Regions from separate parts of the Mus musculus genome. Here all the other regions are linked to region 1. A link is a contact called in public Hi-C and HiChIP or PLAC-seq data. All regions are on one chromosome and are shown on one strand. Each heading gives the region's core, a stretch centred on a gene start, on an enhancer-like site or on the middle of the called end of the contact. The rest is flanking DNA. Distances are from core to core; before and after follow the strand shown. Region 1 holds the start of Lmbr1 (limb region 1). Region 2 overlaps Ube3c (ubiquitin protein ligase E3C). Region 3 has its middle 8.5 kb from the start of Gm42245.

The links. Hi-C and Micro-C count contacts between places; a contact is called where the count stands out from the background. HiChIP or PLAC-seq counts read pairs in DNA pulled down with a chosen protein or histone mark.
Region 2: a contact with region 1 is called in a Hi-C map of the HPC-7 cell line, with 1.5 times the contacts expected there. The contact joins the enhancer-like site here to the promoter of Lmbr1 in region 1. A contact is called at or near these places in 2 of 39 promoter capture datasets (the C10 cell line and the HPC-7 cell line), 2 of 15 datasets of contacts at CTCF or cohesin (large pre-B cells and pro-B cells), 16 of 484 Hi-C or Micro-C datasets (3T3-L1-derived adipocytes, B cells, the G1E-ER4 cell line and 12 more), 3 of 115 datasets of contacts at active chromatin or transcription factors (bone marrow-derived macrophages, epiblast stem cells and trophoblast stem cells) and 1 of 9 other capture datasets (pancreatic islet).
Region 3: a contact with region 1 is called in an H3K4me3 HiChIP or PLAC-seq map of neural tube, with 5 times the contacts expected there. The contact joins the enhancer-like site here to the promoter of Lmbr1 in region 1. A contact is called at or near these places in 15 of 39 promoter capture datasets (the 3T3-L1 cell line, the C10 cell line, the HPC-7 cell line and 11 more), 1 of 15 datasets of contacts at CTCF or cohesin (large pre-B cells), 8 of 484 Hi-C or Micro-C datasets (LSK cells, brain, embryonic stem cells and 2 more), 7 of 115 datasets of contacts at active chromatin or transcription factors (embryonic limb bud, embryonic stem cells, extraembryonic endoderm stem cells and 2 more) and 2 of 9 other capture datasets (liver and pancreatic islet).

Annotation. Positions count from the first base shown.
Region 1 is chr5:29,377,035-29,379,770 of GRCm38.p6, forward strand. Lmbr1 (limb region 1) reads right to left here and starts at 1,356. Exons shown (of 17, transcript NM_020295.3): 1 at 1,093-1,356. The coding sequence starts at 1,158.
Region 2 is chr5:29,640,161-29,643,101 of GRCm38.p6, forward strand. All of the region lies in intron 17 of Ube3c (ubiquitin protein ligase E3C), which reads left to right. Among named protein-coding and RNA genes, the nearest start is that of Gm42245, 58 kb to the right of the region's middle. Within about 2 kb of position 1,506, at least 3 of the 459 cell types and tissues checked have an H3K27ac peak or open chromatin away from gene starts, as enhancers often do. A contact at or near this core is called in the HPC-7 cell line, where this site is marked.
Region 3 is chr5:29,706,982-29,709,681 of GRCm38.p6, forward strand. No RefSeq gene overlaps it. Among named protein-coding and RNA genes, the nearest start is that of Gm42245, 8.5 kb to the left of the region's middle. Within about 2 kb of position 1,355, at least 93 of the 459 cell types and tissues checked have an H3K27ac peak or open chromatin away from gene starts, as enhancers often do. A contact at or near this core is called in embryonic limb bud, extraembryonic endoderm stem cells, neural tube and 1 more, where this site is marked.

The sequences.
Region 1 (2,736 bases), core at 106-2,605:
ATGTAACTTGAACATACTTTGCAGAGTTATGGGGACACAAACTAATTCTTTTACAATAGTGTAGGGCATCCTGAAAGGCACTCATCAAAAGAGACCTTAGGGAGCCAAGCTGGCTTCCTGACCTGCTAGAAACAGCAGGATGAAAGGGGTCCATCCTTTCCAGAGCAGTTGTTTGACAGCACTGTAGGTTCCTGCTCTCGCCCTTCCTACGAAAGACTTGTCTACACTCCTCGGGAAGTTTTTAACTCTGTCCTGGATAGAGGGGTTTAGAGAGGGTGTGAGTATAGGGAGATGCGGGTGGGAGGCCAGAGCCACTGCAGGGCTGGAAGCTTGGGAAGCCAGGTGTCTGTACTTACAGCTGAGCCACAGCAAGCTCAGCCCAGATACCAGGTACCACGCCCGGCTAGAAGAAAAGAGGCAGCCACCCATCACCCTATACCCTCAGTTAGCAGGAGATGCGGGATAAACTCAGGTGAAGATGGTGAAGCAGATGATAAAGGTGCAGATGAGTTGAATGGACGCATAGGGAGAGTATAGGAGAAATGGACGCAGGTTAAGTGTAGGTGACTGAGGAGGTCCGATGATGACGGGCTACAAGTGTTGGGAGGAGAGCCGAACTCAGGTGACCAGAGGTGGGCACAGGTGACTGGAAGCGGGCAGAAATGATAGGAGGGAGCTCAGGGAAAGGGAGGAGCACAGGTGACGCAGCGGAAGGAAGACATAGGTACGGGGTGGTGGGTGGGTATAAAGGTGACAGGAGAAAGATAGGAAGTTAGAATGAAGGGGAGGGAACATAGGTAAGGAGAGGACAGAAAGGAGGGGAGAGAACGCTGGTGGCGCGAGGGAGACCTACAAGAGGAGAGAGCAGTAGGGTGACAGAGCAGGAGGTGACAGAGGTGAGAAGATGGGGAGCAGGTGAACGGGTCTCAAGTGATGCGGGGCGTCGGAGTCAGTCTGCAGCAGACCCAGTGGGGTGCTGGAAGGCCAACATGCGTGAAGGGTCCGGGAAGAAACTATGGGACCGTGCTGGTCTACGCTGCGCTCCTGGGTCCAACGCGCGGCGCAGCACCAGGGAACCGCCCGACCACGCACCGTGGACTCTCGCACTTGGCTGTGGAAGTGCTGCTCCCGCGCCGACACCTCGTCCTGCCCTTCCATCCTCCTTTCATACCCACCGCAGGGCCGCCCGCGTCTGCGCGCTCCGCCGCACCATTGCCCGCGGGCGGCGGGGCTATACAGTCTCTCGTGGCCGGACAGAAACGCCACCTAGACCGCAGCAGGATCGGAAAACGCCGCCTGAGCTCAGGGAGAAGCGGTTCAAGATACAAGAGGCGGGGAATGGCCACAGCCTGGGCGGGGCTTGAGGTCGGGGCGGGACTTGTGCGTCACTCTGAGAGCGCCGTACGTCAGAGAAGAGCGCCTCTGCGCGTGGGGCGCTGGGCCGAAGGTCGCTAGGCGCCTTGGAGAGAGACTGGAGGAACGGGGGCGGGGTTTTTAGGGTCCTGGACTGAAGTGGCCTTCTGACGCGTGCTGCAGCAGGACATAAATCTCGGAGCTGGGCCTGAAGTGTTGTGGTCCAGCCTTGTTAGTCATTGCCCAGAGTAAGGGCGGGCCGAAGCTCCAGGCAGGGGATGAGGTCTAGAGGCGGAAGCCCTGGTGCGAACGGGATTTGGAGATCCGGGCACAGGTGCACCCGCCCTCACTTGTTTATTGAAGCTTTTGGATCACCCCGGGGCTTTTGGATCACGCCTTGCTCCACCCTTGTTCTCAGAATCTGAGTTTAGCACTGGGCTCGACCAACCTTAAAGACCTAGGGCCTACTACGGAAAATTTCTCTCCCAAGCAAGTGCAAAGCGGGAAAGCCGTTGCAGCTTAGCACTCTGAAGTCCTTCTGCCTCTGCGGAGATAGGAGAGCCGCTGTCCTGGAGAACTGAGATAGCCTAGGGCCCCCAGGTCTGAAGATGGGCTCTGATGGTTAATGATCCTCTGTAGGCCTTAAACAACGCCCTTGATATGAGGCACGACTAAGTATGCCAACACAGCCATTTCCCTTCATTATGCAATTTTTGTTTTAAAATTGGAATTTAAAGGAGTATTTGGTTGGTTGATTTGGATTTTCTAGACAGGGTTCTCTATGCAGTCCTGGTTGTCCTGAAACTCAAGAGATCCGACTGCCTCTGCTTCCGGGGAGTCATGATTAAAGGCCTGGGCCAAAACAGCTGGAATTAAAAGGATTATTTGCAATTTTGATTCTGGGTTCATTTGGTAGAAGAGCCTGGGGAACCTGAGTCTTGCTCCCAGCGTGTGTTCCCGATACAGCAGGCTCATCAGTCAGCAACAACGTGTCTGAATTCAAACCAGTTTGCCTTTGACGTGTCTTTAAATGTCTCAGCCCTAAAGAACAAGGAAAAAGACCTTTTTCCTGGACAACCGCGTTCTGGGAGCTAGGTTAAATACCCACCTGAACTGATCTGGATGATTCCTGGGCTAATCTGTCCAAATCAAAGGATAAACACATCAGCTTTTGAGGTGTGTAGCTCTGGGGCAGATATTCCAGAAAGTATTTCACATCTTTCCAATTGAATACTGCAACCATTTAAACCCTTACATTTCTGTTGCAGGGCTATTCATGGAAGCTTACCCAGCTTTCATTCAGTTTTATTTGTTTCATTTTCTTTGGCACTTTTAAACTTAGCCAAGATAACCAACTTCAAAAATGGACACCACTCCCCTGCC
Region 2 (2,941 bases), core at 256-2,755, 260 kb after region 1:
GTTCCATTCTCTGTTAGCAGCATTCTTCAGGAGATATCCTATGGCTTTGCCATCTCAAACATCTTAGGGTCTCCAAGCTCCAATGTTACAGCTACTTGTTTCAATATCTGGGGTGCACACATGATCTTTTGGGCTCTTCCGAAGGGCTGGTGTCACGTCTCCAGCTCTGCCCTCTGTACTAACGTCATCAGGTTGATCTACTCCGCTGCTGCTGCTATTCTTGGCGATCAGCCCATGGTACTGACATCTCCAATATGTTGGGGTCTTCCACTGCAACTAGTCTTCACCAATAGCCTCTCATAGGCTCTCTTCATAGTGCCAATCCTCAACTCCTTTGCATGACCCCTTCAGTCCTGGGCTGCCAACTACAACTGAGGATGCACCTTCTCCAGTGGCCTTCCATGGCCTCTTACAGTGCCAAGCTCCAGCTGCTCTTCATGACCCCTTCATGCCTTCAAAATCAGAACCAACTTGGTGACTCTTACACATTACCAAGTACAGCTGCAGCAAGAAGTACAACCTTGTCTATCTCTGGAACACAACTTTGTGCTCTCAGAAAACACTTCCCAGAAGATTTTACCTCAGTGATGCTGGTCTCTTCTTAATCACCACAAATTACTTAGCTCCAGTTAATCGGCATCAATGGTCCCAGTAGTTCCTTTTGTTCTTAACTCTAAAGCTAGAGCTACATGGCCAAAGCTGCTGCTTGGGCCACTCCCTGGGCCAAGCATATACAAACCATCACAGGTAGGGTATGAGGCCTATGTCTAACTGCATTTCTATCTCTGAGGCCTCTGTAATGTTGGAGTGTATGTGAACTTTTCAGCCAAAGAGACTTTGTACTTAATAGGCTATTTTAATCTAACTTAAAATTTTTCAGATCTGGTTTAGTTCTTAGAAATGAAGGTTTTTAAACCATGTGTAAAGGTTTTTGCTAGACAGACAATCTTAGAACATTTAATTTTCTTACAAGAAAAGATTCAAACTACTGTACTTAATTTTCATTTACATAAAGTCAGTTGATGTGATTATTTCATTTACCATCTAGTCATTAAAGTCAGTTTTTTTTTTAATGTAACTTTTATTCTCGTGAAGTAATTATCATATGGAGGCTTATTGCCTTGTCTGCTAATCTAGGTCTAGTCCTGGAAGCTTTTAACCGACATACAATCTTATCTAGGCCTAGAATGTTTTAGCCTCTGAGACTTACTTCTGAATAAGCTCTTTCTAGCTCTTTCTAAGCTCTGACTGGCTGGTTCATCTCAGTTGTTCTGGCTCAAAATCTGCTTCTCTCTCTGCCTCTGACTGAGTTGCTCTGCTTGGCCTCAAACTAACTCTGGCAGTTATTCTAGTCTTCTGGCTCCTTCTCACTCTCTGACTCATTCTGTCTTCATGTGTGTCTAGCTTGTTTTCTTTCTTCATTCCGTCTCACTATAACTCTCCTGGTAAAACTGATTCCTTTCTCTCTCTGCACTGCTCATCAAATAGCTTCCCTTTCCTTCCTCTTCTCGTGCAGTGAGGCATGGCCTATTCTGTCACATCTTTATCTGATTTGTCACTTTGTCTGCCACCTAATTAGACATCACTTTCAAACATGTATGCTTCCTTGTACAAACTAACTTTACCTTCATTGTTAGCGATTAAAAGTGTGTACTAAAGGTGTGCGCCAAAGCTGAGACACGCCTTTTTTTCTTTTCTTTTCTTTTCTTTTCTTTTCTTTTCTTTTCTTTTCTTTTCTTTCCTTTTTTTAAGTAAATAACAGAATCTGGGGGTTCACAGTATAATAAAATAACCTGCGACAGTTCTTTATTGATGTTCATGATCTCATTTCATCTCAGGGTTTCTGAACAGTTTGAGCTACCCATTTACAAAGTTGGTTGAGTAGAGCTTGGAGAAGCTGATCACAGATGTTTACAGACTTGTCCTCACCCATGGAAACCATGTACTCATTGCAGTGTCACAGAATTCTACTATGGAGAGAATGTGAAGTAGTCTTCACCCAGGAGTGCTTTGAGGACTGCGGGATTGTCTTGCCACAACCCCTGGTCATATATTCCCCCATTGCTCTCAGCAACCTGCAGCTGTGGGGGTTGGACTGCCCTGATGTCATATCCTGAGAGTACCTTCTTCAGGAAGTTGGTGTTATTTAATTTAATGGGCAGAATTGGTGACATTAGTTTGAAGATAAGTCTTTCTTAGTTTTTTTTTTTTTCTTCCACTAAAACTTTAAAATAAAATCAAGTATTTCTAATTTGTTCTTAGAAACAGTAGTGTCAAGATCCCCTGACAGGCTAGATTTTTTGTTTGTTTTGTTTTGTTTTTGTTTTTGTTTTTCGAGACAGGGTTTCTCTGTGTAGCCCTGGCTGTACTGGAACTCACTCTGTAGACCAGGCTGGCCTCGAACTCAAAAATCCGCCTGCCTCTGCCTCCCAAGTGCTGGGATTAAAGGTGTGCACCACCACTGCCCGACAATTATTTTTTAAAGATTTACTTATTATATATAAGTACACTGTTATTTTATATATAAGTACACTGTAGCTGTCTTCAGACACACCAGAAGAGGGCATCAGACCTCATTACAGATGGTTACTGGAAATTGAACTCAGGACTCTGGAAGAGCAGTCAGTGCTCTTAACTGCTGAACCATCTCTCCAGCCCCGACAGGCTAGATTTTATGCTGAAAATATTTTCATTCAATTATATATTCTGATTTTCATAAATCAGCTTTCAGAAGGACCAGAATCCTTTACAAGGTATACTCTGAGGGTGGCCCTAGGAATACTCAGTGTCGGTTCTTTTGCGTTGGTCCTGAAGTTTAAAGGAGAGGTTCAAAGATGACTAAGGGCAACAATTTCTCATTCAGAGTGTTTTCACACTTAAAACTTTTGTAAAATCCTTTGACATTGTCTTAGTCAGGGTTTCTATTCCTGCACAAACATCA
Region 3 (2,700 bases), core at 105-2,604, 330 kb after region 1:
ATCCCTCCTCTGGATGAGTTACTTATCACGAGGCTGCACTCCATTTCCAGCCTTCATGCTGGTAGCAAGACTTCCTCCACCTCACCCCCATTCCACTCACCTACCAGCATGCACTACCACCCCAGGGCCTAGCTCCAGACTCTCCAGAGATTTCAGGAGAAATTTGCTGGTCTGAAAACAAAGGTGCCAGCTCCTGGAGAAACCCCCAAAGGCTTGGCTGATGAAACTCTTCCCAGTAGTCCCACTGTGGCAACAAGCAGTCTGCTAAGATCATCAGATTCCAGGGCAAGAATGGGTTGCCATTAGGAGATACCTAGCCAGCAGAGGCCACATGGCAGGATGGGTGGCTACATGTGGTCTATGACCCAGTTGGCCTTGCGAGGTCATTGATTCACAATTGTTAGTCTATGTAAATCTCCCATCATTTGAGTATGAAAACCATGTTTTAACATTTGTCATAGTTAGCCTTGTCAACTTGGCACAGCCTCAAGTCATCTGAGAGAAGTCTTAGCCGAAGAATTACTTAGATCAGACTGGCCTGTGGCCACGTTGAGAAACTATTTTGATTAGTAAATGATATAAGAGGACCCAGCGCATTGTGGGAAGTATCAACCCTAGGCAAGAGGTCCTGGGCTATGTAAGAAAGCCTATAAGTGATTAAGCCAGAAAACTATTCCTCCATGATTTCTGCTTCAGGTTTCCGCCTTGAGTTCCTGCTCTGAATTCCCTCAGAGGTAGACTATCACCTGGACCTGTAGGTCAGGTGAAACCTTTTCTCCTCTAAGTAGCTTTGTGTTACAGTATGTTTTATTACAGTAACAGAGATGAAACTAGAATAACATTAAAAATTATTAAAAGGAGCTGGAAAGATGTCTCATTGGTTAAGAGCACTGGCTGTTCTTTCAGAGGACCTCTCCACTTACCCTAAACTTCAGTGACTAGACCCACCTAGACCCTGCCAAACATCCTTGGCCACCTGCCTATAGTGGAGGCCACAGGCCTCGGCTCCCACTGAGACCTCACACGGTTGCTGCATTCTTCTTCCTCCAAAGCATGGCAGAAAGACTTCTCTCCTTCCTCAGATCTGCCTTTTTCTCTTGGGACCTGAAAATCCTGCCTGTACCTCCTGCCCAACAATTATTCCCTGGCTTTTATTACTGACAAATCAAGAACCAATTATGGAACAAGACCTTAGCATCAGAACCACTCCCTTCACTAAACATTCCATGTCATACATTTGGAGACACTTATTATTCACCCACAGTCAAAGTTTGCGATGTGTGTGAGTCTGCAAAGCCAAGGTGAGTCAGCTGTGGGTCTTGGAGACTGCTGTTCCAGTGAGGGGGGTCTATCTTCCTGGTACTGCTGTGCGTGCTGAACCCAGACAGCCCAGGGGGGCAGCAGAGTCTTCGTTAGCTGTAAACAAGCCTCTGAAACCGGATCCTCTAAAAGTTATATTGATGTTCCAGTCCCACGTGGGAAATAGGGCTGTTGCAGAGTAGGCAGTTAAGATGAGGTCATGCTGGATTAGGGTGGCCCTGAGTACAATGACTGCTTTTCTTCTAAGCAGAGGGAAAGCTGAGGTGTGGCCCATCCGTGGAATGTTTGTCCAGCACACTTGAGGGCTCTGACCCTAGCTGTATCAATGTGTTAGTTACTTTCTATTGCTGTGATAAAATACCAGGACCAGGGCTGGAGAGGTCCTGAAACACCATGACCAGGCTCACAATGGTTAAAAGCACTTACTATTTGTTCAAGTAACCTGAGTTCAGTTCCCGGCACCCATGCTCACAGTTCACAGTCCCCTATAAATCTAGCTCAAGGGGATGGGATAGCCTTTTCTGGTTTCTGTGGGTATATGAACACAGATACACACATACATACTTACATACATACATACATACATACATACATACATACATACAGTGGTGGTGCACACCTTTAATCCCAGCACTTGGGAGGCAGAGGCAGGCAGATTTCTGGGTTTGAGGCCAGCCTGGTCTACAGAGTGAGTTCTAGAACAGCCAGGGCTACACAGAGAAACCCTGTCTCAAAAAACAAAACAAAACAAAACAAAACAAAACAAAAAGACCAACAACAAAAATTTTTGTCTTAAATGACCAGAACCAATTTAAGGAAGAAGAAATTTATCTGAGATGGAGAGTTCATGATGGTGGGGGACATATGGGAGCTGACAGCTAAAGCATGAAGCTAAGAGGTAACACCTAGGGGCTGGAGAGATGGCTCAGCACTGGCTGTTTTTCCAGAGGTCCTGAGTTCAATTCCCAGCAACCACATGATGGTTCACAACCATCTGTAATAGGATCTGATGCCCTCTTATTGTGTGTCTGGAGACATCTATAGTGTATGCATTCATATACATTAAATTAATTAATTAATTAAAAAAAAAGAGGTAACACCTAAACCCACACACAGAAGACAGAGAAAGCAAACTGGAGTAGGGCTGGCTATGAACTCTCAAAACTGACCACCAGTGACTGACTTCCTCTGATAAGGCTCCAACTCCTAAGGTTTCATAATCTCCCAAAATAGTGTCACCAATGGAGGACCAACCATTTAAATACGTGAGCCTATGAGGGACATTTCTTGTTAAACACCTGAATGAATGACTGAATGACTATGATAGGAAAAGAAGCTGTGAGGGCCATCTGGCTGTCATCTGTCATTCTATTGATGGTG